Regions from separate parts of the Mus musculus genome. Here region 1 is linked to region 2. Evidence: chromatin contacts called from public HiChIP or PLAC-seq data. All regions are on one chromosome and are shown on one strand. The core of a region is the stretch at or near the end of the contact, and the rest is flanking DNA. Distances in the headings are between cores, read along the strand shown. Region 1 overlaps Unc13c (unc-13 homolog C). Region 2 has its middle 30 kb from the start of Gm27211.

Region 1 (5,792 bases), core at 2,182-4,681, 410 kb after region 2:
GTCTGAGAACTAATTCAGATCCCCAGAGCCCATGTAAATACTGAGTGGGTGGGGCTGCATGGCAGTAGATACTTAATACCAGCTTTTACAAAATGAAAAAGGGATTATTGGAGTGAGTGGAGAAGGTGGCTAGCCTGGTCTTTGAGGTGAGCTCTGGGATCAATTGAGAGACCATGCTTCAGTCAGTAGTGTGGAGAGTGATCAAGGAAGACACCAGTTTCCAATCTCTGGAGGAAATACTTGTGGAGTCTTGTGCTTATTTTTCTGTCCTTCCCTTTCTCTGTGGTTTTGGTCCTACACAGATTATGAGCCTCTTAGTGCTGGACATCAGTGTTTGCTTATGTCTAGGGAGATTTCTGTAATCTCTGAACTTCTGGCCCCGGTTTGATCTCAAAGTCTATAGAATTGCCAGCTGGCCCACAGACATGAAGGTGGAACATGGTGAGAAGCCATTGTGTGTAGACTCTCTTCTGTGTGCTTCTGCCTTCCTGAGGGTACCTACTGATTCTTCATTCTTGGCTGCTTTGGTTGCTTTCTGACTCTGTTAAATTTTGCTCACTTTTGTAGCTCATGCTAAGTAAGCATGCAAGTGCAATTCCAGCTTAATAGAGTAAGTCTAGACAGCTCGAGCCAGGCGGCTGGCAGACAGCTCTTCTGTTTTACTTCCCTATTCTCAACCAAGATGCTAGCAAGTGTTTCGTGTGCATATACTTCATGTCCAACTCCTTGTTTATTTCCCTCATATGCTAATTGAACAAATTCTGTAAATTCTGTCTTCTGATTTTCTCTCGCATGTGCCTTTTTCACCCTTTGTGTTCTCATTTCAAGTGCTTTATATAATAGTAAGCCTTTAAATAGGCTTAAATAGTACATAATATACTTTAAATAGTATTTTAAATAGTCAGCTTTTAAGTAGTACATAATTTTATAACATTTTGTTTTTAATTTTTAAATTAGTAAGCTTTTTATGATGAAACACAGGCTTATTGTAAATTCTTATGATGCGTGTATATTTATTGATAAATGCTTTGAAATATACATACATTGAGGAAAAATTAAGCCAGTTAATTAGTATACACAATGAATAAAAACAGTCTGTATAAAAAAGTCATAGACCTCATTATTTTGTATACCAAATTAAAATAAAATCATCATAAAATAAAATCATCACTTTATCATAAAATAAAAATACATTACTCAATACACTTATGGCATTTGGGGTTCGAACACATAAAATCAATTTTTAGCAATGTCCTAGAAGTTACTTTATTATTCTTTTACATATGCCTGTGGAAATTGGATATAGACCTCAGGTGTCTTCCATGGTTGCTTCCCACTTTCTTTATTGAGGCAGAGTCTCTCAGTGATCTCAGAGCTTACTGACTTGCCTAGTATACCAGTATCTTGTCCTAGAGATCTTCTGCTTTTCAAATCGCTGGGTTTGCCAGTGCGCCTTTGTGCCCATGTGGCATTCCCATGGGTCCTTGGAGTTCAAATTCCATTCTTAACATTTGAGTAACACGTGCTTTGACTGCTGAGCCACACCTCTAGCCCAATTCTTAGCAAGTTTCAATCATATAATATGCTGTTATAAAGTATAGCCACTCTGGTTTGTCATAGCTCTCTCTTGAGAGTACTCCTCTTAACTGAGGCTTGTATCCTGCGACCCGCATCCTCCCCTGCACCCCTTGTGGTATAGACAGTTAACTTGTGTCACCATGCTGCTCCATCTCATGCACCCCTGAGATGAGGAGACTACTCTGAGGCTGTTAGAAGCCTGTCATTACATTGCTCATTAACTCCTAAATCTCTACTCTGTCCCCCAGTCTCTGTTGCTTCCAATTCTCATGGTGCCTAATGCCTGGCACATGCTGCACAGAATCTATTTATAACAGTCTAGTTTAAAGCTCTTTTCTGGTATCACCTTCTACTGGTCTGGGGAAAATACTTTAGACCCCACTAGAAGAGCAATACTATCAATATATCAGAGCCTATGCAGTCTGGCCTCTCAACCTTCATTTCTATATCAGCAATTTACTGGCATTTTCTTTTTTTCTCTTGACATAACCTGATTGAGTTTTTAAAGTCTCTAATAGATGCTATATCAGTCTTTCAATGGGGGGTAACACTCTTCTTGTGATGTGTTTATATTCTTCAAATTAGCTTGCTTCATTTTGCTCTACCTTGTGATTATCAATATTGTCTCCATATATAAGCTTTTTTTGGTGGTAAGGTCTTTATCTTACACACCAATCTTCTACACATAAGACTCTGGATGACCCCTCCTGACCAGAATAAAAGAGTCCTGGTGCACATTAAATGCTCAATGCTTCTGAGTGGCTGTATGATTACAAGTGTATTTGATAGACACGGTGATGGTTAATCTCAACTGTCAATCTAATGAGATCTAGAATCACCTGGGCGATGGGCCTCTAAGCCAGCCTCTGAGGGATCATCTTCATTCAGTAAATTGAGCTGTGAAGACCCACCTACTGTGGGAAGCACCATTACCTGGGCTGGGATTCTGAACTCTGTCAGATGGAGGAAGAAAGCTATGCATAAACATTCATCTGCTTCTTGACTGTGGCTGCAATGTGACCAGACACCTCAAGCTCCTGCCTCTGACTTTCCTACCGTGATAGAGCAGGTATACTCTATCATATATATGGAACTATGAGCCCAAAGAAAGCAATCACCCTTACACTGTTTCTGTAAGGCATTTCATCACAGACAACACACAAGACACTAAGGCAGAGACAACCTCATAAGATGAAAATGCCATTGTTAAATAATGACTTCTATTTCAGAGACATGAATTTCTAAGACAGTTATAACTTATTAAAACGAAAGTCTGGCTATCCAGTAAAGCATTCTAGCATTTCTTCTTTTCTCACTTTTCATATGTGTGTGCTGTGTGTTTAGGTACATGAATGGTTTTGCACTGTGCGTGAGTGCTCATATACACGTTTGAGCATGCATGTAGAGTACCCAAGGTTGTTGGGAATCATCATCTTTCGCTTTTCCACCTTATTCACTGAACCAGACTTTCTCAATCAATCCCAGAGCTCAGCGATAGGGCTAGTCTTTCTAGCCAGCTTATTTTGGGGGATTTGCTGTCTGTACCCTCTGACAGGACAACCACCATGCCCTGCTGACATTTTATGTGAGTTTCTGGGGATCCAACAACTGGTTCCCCAAGCTTGTGTGGCAGATGCTAAAACTGCTGCACCGTCTCCCCAATATTGTGCATTCTAGCACTTCCACAGGGAGTAATTTCATCATCTAAACCAAAGCCCATTCTGCATTTCTTTCTCTTCAGATATCTAAGTAAGGCATTCTTGAAATATGCTATGCCATCCTCTCTGCCTCAGAGACATTGAAATCTTTCTACATTAGTTTCACTACAGAGATATCTGCATTCAAATGAGAAGTATGTGAAGAGCTCTTAGTCCTTACAACTCAGCTGTGATTTTTGCAGCACTGTGAATTCAGGACAAAGGGGGAGAGTAGAAATCACTACTTACAGGGAATATTCTGGAACAGCATCCTTGAAGGCAGGAAGTTCTCGTACATACTCATTATAAAACCATTTCACTTTGAAATGCAAATTCATATAATCGGTGCTCTTGCATAAGCGTTGCTTCTCATGTTCTGTAACAGATAAAAATCACACAATTAATAAATGTGGCTCGCAGACAATGCCACTGGGTTCCGATCGACCTTTATTGTCAGCATTTCTATAAAGAAGAAACTTGTGGTATTCCAGGCAAAGTGCATTGCTGAAGGCAGAGCTACTGTAATGCAGCATGCAAAAATAATCCTGGAGAGACAAGAAAGATGCTCAGGGGTTGAGAATGTTTGCTGCTCTTTCAGAGGACTGAAGTTTGGGTCCCAGTGTCCATGGCTCACAATCACATGTGATTCCAATTCCAGGGGAAAAGATACTGTCTTCTTGTCTCTGAGGAGACTTACACTCATGTGCACTACCCACACACAAATACACACGTAATAAAAAAGAAAATAAAACAATCTTGGATCCTGTGAAGGCAGGCCAAGTGATACTGTAAAATGGTTTGATTATTGTAATGTGTCTCAATTGGAAATAGGTGACACTTTTGATGGAGAAAGATGCCCCAGCGTAGGGGAACACCCTCATAGAAGCAGGGGGAGGGAGGACTTGCTAGGGCGGTTTATGGGAGGGAGGGAAACCAGGAAAGGGGATAACATTTGAAATGTAAATAAAGAAAATATCCAATAAAAAAAAAGATGAGCAACATTGTAAAATCTGCATTTATTTGGAGGCTCTCAGACTTTGGCTGCTTTTAGGGAAATACAGTGACAGAAAGAATTAACATTGTAAGGGATCAAACATGACTTAAAGTAGTAGCCATAATCGCCGATTAACATGGGACTTGTGTGACACGTGCATGGCCAGGCCACATCCTGACCTAGTTTTAACACTTAAAGAATCAAGACGGTTGAAGACAGAAAGATACATTTAACTTCAAAGCCATGTTATATTTTTTGTATCCTTGGAAGAGTTTTCTAATATGTGGTTTAAAGAGGGTATCCTAAATTGTTTACAGAATATGGGTTTATAAGACTGAGGTGGAGAAACATACAGAACATTACTGAATGTGTTGTATGTGTGGCTGAATGTGAGTGTATGTGCATGCATGTGTATATGTATGTATAAGCATATCTAGAGGGCAGAGATAAAAGTTAGTGTCTTTCTTAATTGAATTTTTAAATTTATTTTATTGAGACAGGTCTCTCACTGAACTTGGAGCTCGTTGGTTTGGTTTGGCTGGCCAATGAGACACAGGAATCCTTCTGTTTCTGCTTCCCTGGTGCTGGAATTACAGACTCTCACCAGTGTTTCTGGCTTTTTATCTTAGTTCTGGAGATCTAGACTCAAGTCTCATGTTGTCCAGCAAACCTTTTACTAACAAAATGTTTCCCCAGCCCCCGAATATGTTTTCCTCTCTTCTGTCTCATTTATATTAACCCCATGGTCAGATCTGGCAGCAACTATAAATACAAGCAAATCCTAACTATTTCTGTGATCCTTCAGGATGAAAGCAGCCTCTGAGAAATCCCTTTGGGAATTGGTGACTCTCCATGAAGCTGAGGGCATTGCCTCTTTGTAGAAATACCCCTGCTTTACATTCTGTGGTAAATAGTGAAAACATAGACTGAAGAAATTGGATTGTTATTAAGAACAGAAGCCATTTCTATCTCCCCAAACCAGATCATGGGGTGATATGAACACCAATAGAGTGCCCAAGAGACTACAATCCCAAATCAAACCTTTAAATAATCTGAACATTGTTAATTCAAGACACTGTACATCTGGGAGAGGTGTTCTCACATAGAAAGTAATGAAGCAGTATTCCAGAACAACACTAAACAAATTGTCAACAAGATGGTTTGCTTTGGTCACTTCTAGCTTCATCCCTTTTTAGCTCTGCAACAATCTTCCCTTTTAGATCTTTGGTGTTCCTTCATTTTTAAGAGGAATATTTATTTGGTCAATTCATAGATAGGAAATTAATACAATAGTACCCTGAGACACCAATAATGGAAAACTCTTGCCCTGTTGCCCTGTGACACAGCCATTTATCGTTATATAGACACTATATAGAAATGGTTCCTGTGTTCTTCTACTACCTGGGATCTAGCATTTTTTTGTTGGCCTAGAGTAAGCTGGTAGGCTAAGTCTCTTCTCTTATGTCTGTACCACTGTGGTAATGATTGATAACCCCTAGGCCTCCAAACAGTGTAGTCCACAT
Region 2 (5,943 bases), core at 2,570-5,069:
CCCATGACAATTTGCATAAAGCCAGGCCTGGTACTTGCTCAGGGTTAGGTACTGACCCTCATTGTTCTAGTATAGCTAAGAGGAGAAAATGTTGACCATTGAACTACAACACAACCTGGTTTTAGCAATGATAAAACAGAAATTTTAGAGTTGAGTATGTTGGTTTCTCTGGCTTCTGTTCACTTTCCATGCTGGGTTTTTTTCCTATCAGGTTTCTCAGCCTATCTATCTATCTATCTATCTATCTATCTATCTATCTATCTATCTATTCATCTATCTATCTAGACAGTCTCTCATAGCCCTGGCTGGCCTCAAACTCATTATATAGCCAGGGTTGACTTTGAATTTCTTCTTCTTGTTTTTTTTTTTTTTTTTTTTTTTGAGACAGGTTCTCATTGTGTAGTCCTGGCTGGCCTGGCCTGAACTCTTGTTGTATAGACCAGGCTGGCCCTGAACTCACAAAGATCCACCTGCCTCTGCCTCTCCAGTGCTGGGATTAAAGGTATGCCATATAAAAATTATTTATTGTTAATGTATGTACGTCTATGTATGTATGTATGTATGTATGGTGTGTGTGTGTGTGCGCGCGTGTGTGTGTGTGTGTGTGTGTGTGTGTGTGTGTGTGTATGTGTGTGTGGGCATGCATGTGCCACAGTGCCCACGTGGAGGTCAGAGGACATCTTTTAGGAGTTGGTTTTCTCCTTTTACCAGTGGCTCTGAGGCTCAAACTCAGGTTGACAGGGTTGCTTGGCAAGTGCTTCCATCTGCTGGAGCCCTCTCAGCAGGCAGACCTTGAACTTCTGATCCTCATGCCTTCATTCCTCAAGTGGAGAGAATTATAGGCATGTACCTGGTTTATACAGTGCTGGGGGTCTTGTATCCTAGGCCAGCATGCCACCAGCTGGGCCATATCCCCAGGGCATCATCCTACTTTAGACTTGGAGTGGCTAAGTTTCTCTGAGAGGCACGTCTGGACCTCTAATCTGGGTCTCTATGACCAGGCCTACACTCTCAGGCTGGAAGGACCACTGCCTCAGAGGAGTGTGCTCTGGGCTGTCTCCCTTAAGCCAAATACTCCCGAAAATATGGGGGACAGTGGTGCCTGCCTAATACATCTTATTTCCTTTCCATATGCATCCTCTTGGAGCCCAGCCCTTTGTATGCATCCCTCCACTGAAATGACTGGTTTGAACTCCACATGGTCTTTCTTCTGCCACCCCTGCCGGGGGAATCTTCGCTTGACCTGCTGTCTGCCTGACCTGCCTGCAGCCTCTGCTTCAGGCTCCTTCTGTGTTTCTATTGCTGATGCTTTGATATTGGGTGGATCAGACCTCATGTGTGAATGCCCAGCTCTGCCCTTGTCAACCATCTACTGAAAGTGTCTTCAGACAATCCAAGTTCTTCTTGACTAGATGGCAGGGATCTGGGAATGTGTTACTAATTACTGCTTTGAAGTCACAGGTCTTTCTGCAATCTTCTTTGCCCTTACTCTGTGATATTTTTGTCGTTGGCTTTACAGTATTATATTCTAATTATACATACTTGTCTTTATGCTACTTGTGGGGAGGGACTGGGTTTTTTTTTTTTTTTTTTGTTTACTCTTGTCCAGTACCTGGTACATAAATGATTCAGTGGAGTTGAGAGACGTGGCCCTAATTCACTAATTTAGCATCTACAGAAACCAAATTTCCTGGTCTGTGTCCTGCGTTGTAAGAGAGATCCACTTAGGAAGGCTCTTGTTTCAGGAGTGGATAGATCAGGAATGGGGTGGGTTGGGGAGACCAGTGATGGACTCTGTTTTGTATGGAGCCTGAGCTAGCGTTTCAATCTCTTTCTCTATGTTTTTTTTTTTTTGGGGGGGGGAGGGGACAATCTCACAGGATAGCTTTCTGACCGACTAAACTTAGTAAGTATGCAACCTACAAGAAGAGAAGCTTTTTTTCTTTTGCCTTCTGATTTTGGAAGTTTTAGTGCTTGATTGCTTAGCACCGCCATTGCACTGGGCGGTGGCCTTGCGTCGTGTTGCTGAGGCGGTTGCTATCACACACATTGCTGGGAAGCAATCAGAGTAAGGCTGTGGGGGTCAGGGTCCCAATATCCCCTTCCGGGAACTCGCTAAAGTGGTTAATTTCTTTCCTCTAGGCTCCATTTCTTCCTTTTTTTTTTTAAGATTTATTTATTTATTTATTTATTTATTTATTATATGTAAGTACACTGTAGCTGTCCTCAAACACTCCAGAAGGGAGAGTCAGATCTCATTACGGATGGTTGTGAGCCACCATGTGGTTGCTGGGATTTGAACTTCGGAAGAGCAGTCGGGTGCTCTTAGCCACTGAGCCATCTCACCAGCCCTAGGCTCCATTTCTTAAAGGCCTTCTACCAGCCAGTCGGTCCACGCCCCTGATGAGCCTGACCCCACCGGCACGCGCATGTGTGCCAGTGTGTGTATACACATTTGCGGAGGCCAGAGGCCAACCAGTATCCCTTCTCAGGACCAGTTCACCTTGTTTGTTCGAGACAGGGTCTCACTGCTTGGAGTACATTAATTAAGCTGGGAGAGACTCCCCAGTGCCACTAGGTCTAATTCCCCCTCCCCTACCCCCACGAGTGGAGGGCACACGGACTCAGGTTTGTGGATTTAACACAGCAAACACTTTACCAATGGAGCCTTTTCCCCAGCTCCACACATGGCCTATTTAGAGGTAGAGTAGATCGAAACCACAAGAGCACTTGGAGTGCAACCTAACTTTATATGGAGGTCAAGGTTGAAACACCAGCGAGGACCACCTCATGTTGTCATATTAAGTGTAAACCAGGGCCTTTGAGATGGCTCAGCAGGCAAAGGCACCTGCCAACAAACCTGACAGGGCTAGTTCAATCCCCGAGGCTCATACTGAGGAAGAAAACCACAAGCTGCCTTCCGATCTCCATACGTGTGTGAGCTGTGGTCACAACCCGGTCCTCAAAAATAAATAAATGTAATCTAAAAAATTTAAAAAGCAACACAGGATCAGTGACTGAAGGCTAACCTTTTTCTTGCTGATAAATGTTTTCCTGGGCATCTGAGGTGGCTGAGCTCTGCAACGCCTTCTTGCCCTCCTTCCTGTCGGGAACCTCTGAGCTCTTTCCCAGACCTGAAGGTCACACGAGCCTGGAGAAAGCCAAGGCTGGGGCTTCTCTGCTTGGGCAAACAGGGCCACCTCCCACTTTTGGGCTCGGGTACTTGAGTTGGAGTTGTCAGTTTCGCAGCTGATTCTGATGGACTTCACGACAGCTGCAATTACTGGGGCCTCGGCAGTGTGACAAAAAGCAGTTTTTAAGAAAATCGAATCTGTTTAAAGGAGGAAAAGAAGCTGATAATTGACTCGACTTTTAGTAACGTCAGCACGTGATTTTAGAGTCCCTTGTCTCAGCTGCTTGTTTTCTCCGTTTAGCAGAGGATCTGCATTCACTTGCTAAGGCATCTTTCTTAAGCCATGAAGTCATCATTTTGCAGAGGTTGTACCGCGAAAGTCAGTGTGGTGGTAAGACCGACAGAGGGCGCTGTGTTATTTCGGATAACTTCGGAAAGGTCCGAGAAGTTTGGTTAATGCCTTCAGAGCAAGCCCAGAGAAAGTGTGAAAGCACAGCGATTTAACCTCACTAATTCTTTTAGCAGCACGATGCAAGTTTAAAGAACAAAAATGGGGCGGGGGAGGGGGGGAGATTCGTCGCCTTTCCCTTTAGGTTTGAGTTCGGTGTAAAGAAAACTTTCCGTGTGTTTATCAGCTACAAAAGGGCTTACACAACGAATCGGCAGAACCCACGCACAGCGCACTGTTTTCTTGATGTATTTCAGGTGCCTCGGGGGTGATGGAAATGTTCTTAAATGACCCCAAGACGGTGTTCTGAAAGTGGTGTGACTCTTTTAACTTTGTAGATTTCAAAATAAAAAGTTGCTGATTGTATCAAGTCTAGTTTCCAGTGAATATTTTGTTTCCTTCCTTGGATTTCTCATTTCTTCCCTTTCTCCCTTCCTCTCTTCCTCCTTTCCTCCCTCCTCATCTTCCTGCATTTTCTTTATTCTGGATACCTCTCCCTAACCGGCTTTCAGGCTTTGGTATTTCTCTCCTGAAGCTGTTTTAGATTTATGTCTGCAGGTAGCACTTGGTGGTTACATCTGCCTGGCAATGGGGGGTGCTTATTGCCACAGATACTAATTATCTCATAAAACAATTTACAGATATATTATTTAAGAAAAGCAAGAATTGACAATAATCTCTGGGCTTTCAAGTTTATATAGTGAAATGAAAATAGTGTTAGGATATGGTCAAACTCACATTCTGCATATCAAAACCAGACAAACCCAGACTCATCTGTCTTGAAACTTCTCAATGCTTACTCAAATTGTTTTTATTCCAGGGGATTTTTGGACCCGAATTCCTCTGGGGTGGGATTTCACACACACTTCTGAAAGGCTCACAATGACTTGCTACAGCAAGGCTGTGGGATAATCTATCTGTATGAAATGAGGTGCAGCAGTGGGGGCTGGGGGAAAGCCTCCACTGGGCAAAGGACTTCCTTCCAGGACACTGGGGAGAGAACCTAAGCGAAGCCCAAAGGGACCAGAAGGAGCAAGGAACGAGAAGGGGGAAGCAGGGAAAGATGGAGAGTAAGGCAGGTGTGAAAGGTGATTTATGTGATGTGAATAAATACTAGAGACGGTAGCAAGTTAGTAGCTCTTCACAGCAGCCAGGCATGGATAAAAGGGAATAGGGCGGCTTTCAACTCAGGGCTCTTAGGAAATTTCCTCCCCCTTAAGGCTTACCCTACAGTCACTCTGGACACTTAGTGTGTGTCACTTCCCCAGCACAAGTGCTTTCATAAGGACGGTCTTACACTGAGGGATCTTCCAGAGACATCCCTTACTATGCATCTATAGAAGTCAGATATTGGTTAAAGTAGATGACAGAGGTTTCTCTCTGGATGACATGTGACTGGGGGCCATGCAAATTATATATATGACTTATTATATATAAAATATAAAAATATATAAATACATATGTATTTATATATCTATTATGTGTGTGATGTGCATGCATTTTGCTTGCATATGTACGGCACACTTTTGTGTGTGTGGGCGTGGTTACCTTCCTCAATTACTTCTGCTTTGTATATTGAAGGCAGGCTTTATTGCTTGGCATTTTGGGTAGTCTGGCTGGTCGGTTTGTTCCAGGGATTTCCCATATCTGCCTCCCAGATGCTAGGATTACAAGCAGCTGCAGTACCCAGCTGCTTTTATGTGGGTTCTGGGGATCTGAGTTCCAATCTTCAGCTCTCTATAGTAAGTGTCTGAGTCATTAAGACATGAACTCTCTCTTTCCCTAGAATTCCAGTTTGGTTCATGGATGTCGAGTTTTGCATTTCACCGTTACTTATAGAACATTGCTTGTCTCAGTTTGGTGTGCCATATAGTCTATAGCACATTTCAACAGCCATGAAAGCCATGCTTTAACTAGAGTTTTTGGCTATAAAGCCTGGTATCCTTAGGAGTCCCCTGTTAACGTTTTCTCAGACCCAAAGCCTAAGTCTAGGTGTGGCCATTGCAGATGTTAGCATATTGCAGATGGCTTGGGGGGAGTCTTGTCTCTCATAGTAGGTCCACAACAAGAGCAATGTCTGAGGACATATGTGGTTAGTGAACAGGCAGGGAACCCAGTGTTGGGTGATGTTAGAAGCCATAGGAGGGTTTTCTTTGGAAGGCTGCCACACCAAGAGAAATGGTTGCAACTTAAAAGGAAGAGGAAAAGTAACCAATCAGAGAACACAGAGAAAGGGTTTCTTTCCAGCTGGACGTGTAAAAGACTCAAGAGTAATGATGGGCATTGGGTTTCAGAGATGGACTTTGAGCCTAGGTGGAGTTGACCATCATCCTCCTGTTAAGGAGTCTTAGCCCTGGGGAAA

What was found. HiChIP or PLAC-seq counts read pairs in DNA pulled down with a chosen protein or histone mark.
Region 1: a contact with region 2 is called in an H3K27ac HiChIP or PLAC-seq map of SST interneurons, with 14 times the contacts expected there. The contact joins two enhancer-like sites. A contact is called at or near these places in 1 of 39 promoter capture datasets (cranial neural crest), 4 of 484 Hi-C or Micro-C datasets (adipose-derived mesenchymal stem cells, cerebellum, cortical neurons and 1 more), 3 of 115 datasets of contacts at active chromatin or transcription factors (SST interneurons, astrocytes and embryonic limb bud) and 1 of 9 other capture datasets (embryonic stem cells).

What each region holds. Positions count from the first base shown.
Region 1 is chr9:73,574,845-73,580,636 of GRCm38.p6, forward strand. It overlaps Unc13c (unc-13 homolog C), which reads right to left. Exons shown (of 33, transcript NM_001081153.2): 20 at 3,525-3,651. Among named protein-coding and RNA genes, the nearest start is that of Gm27211, 390 kb to the left of the region's middle. Within about 2 kb of position 3,432, at least 1 of the 459 cell types and tissues checked has an H3K27ac peak or open chromatin away from gene starts, as enhancers often do. A contact at or near this core is called in SST interneurons, where this site is marked.
Region 2 is chr9:73,159,577-73,165,519 of GRCm38.p6, forward strand. No RefSeq gene overlaps it. Among named protein-coding and RNA genes, the nearest start is that of Gm27211, 30 kb to the right of the region's middle. Within about 2 kb of position 3,820, at least 10 of the 459 cell types and tissues checked have an H3K27ac peak or open chromatin away from gene starts, as enhancers often do. A contact at or near this core is called in SST interneurons, where this site is marked.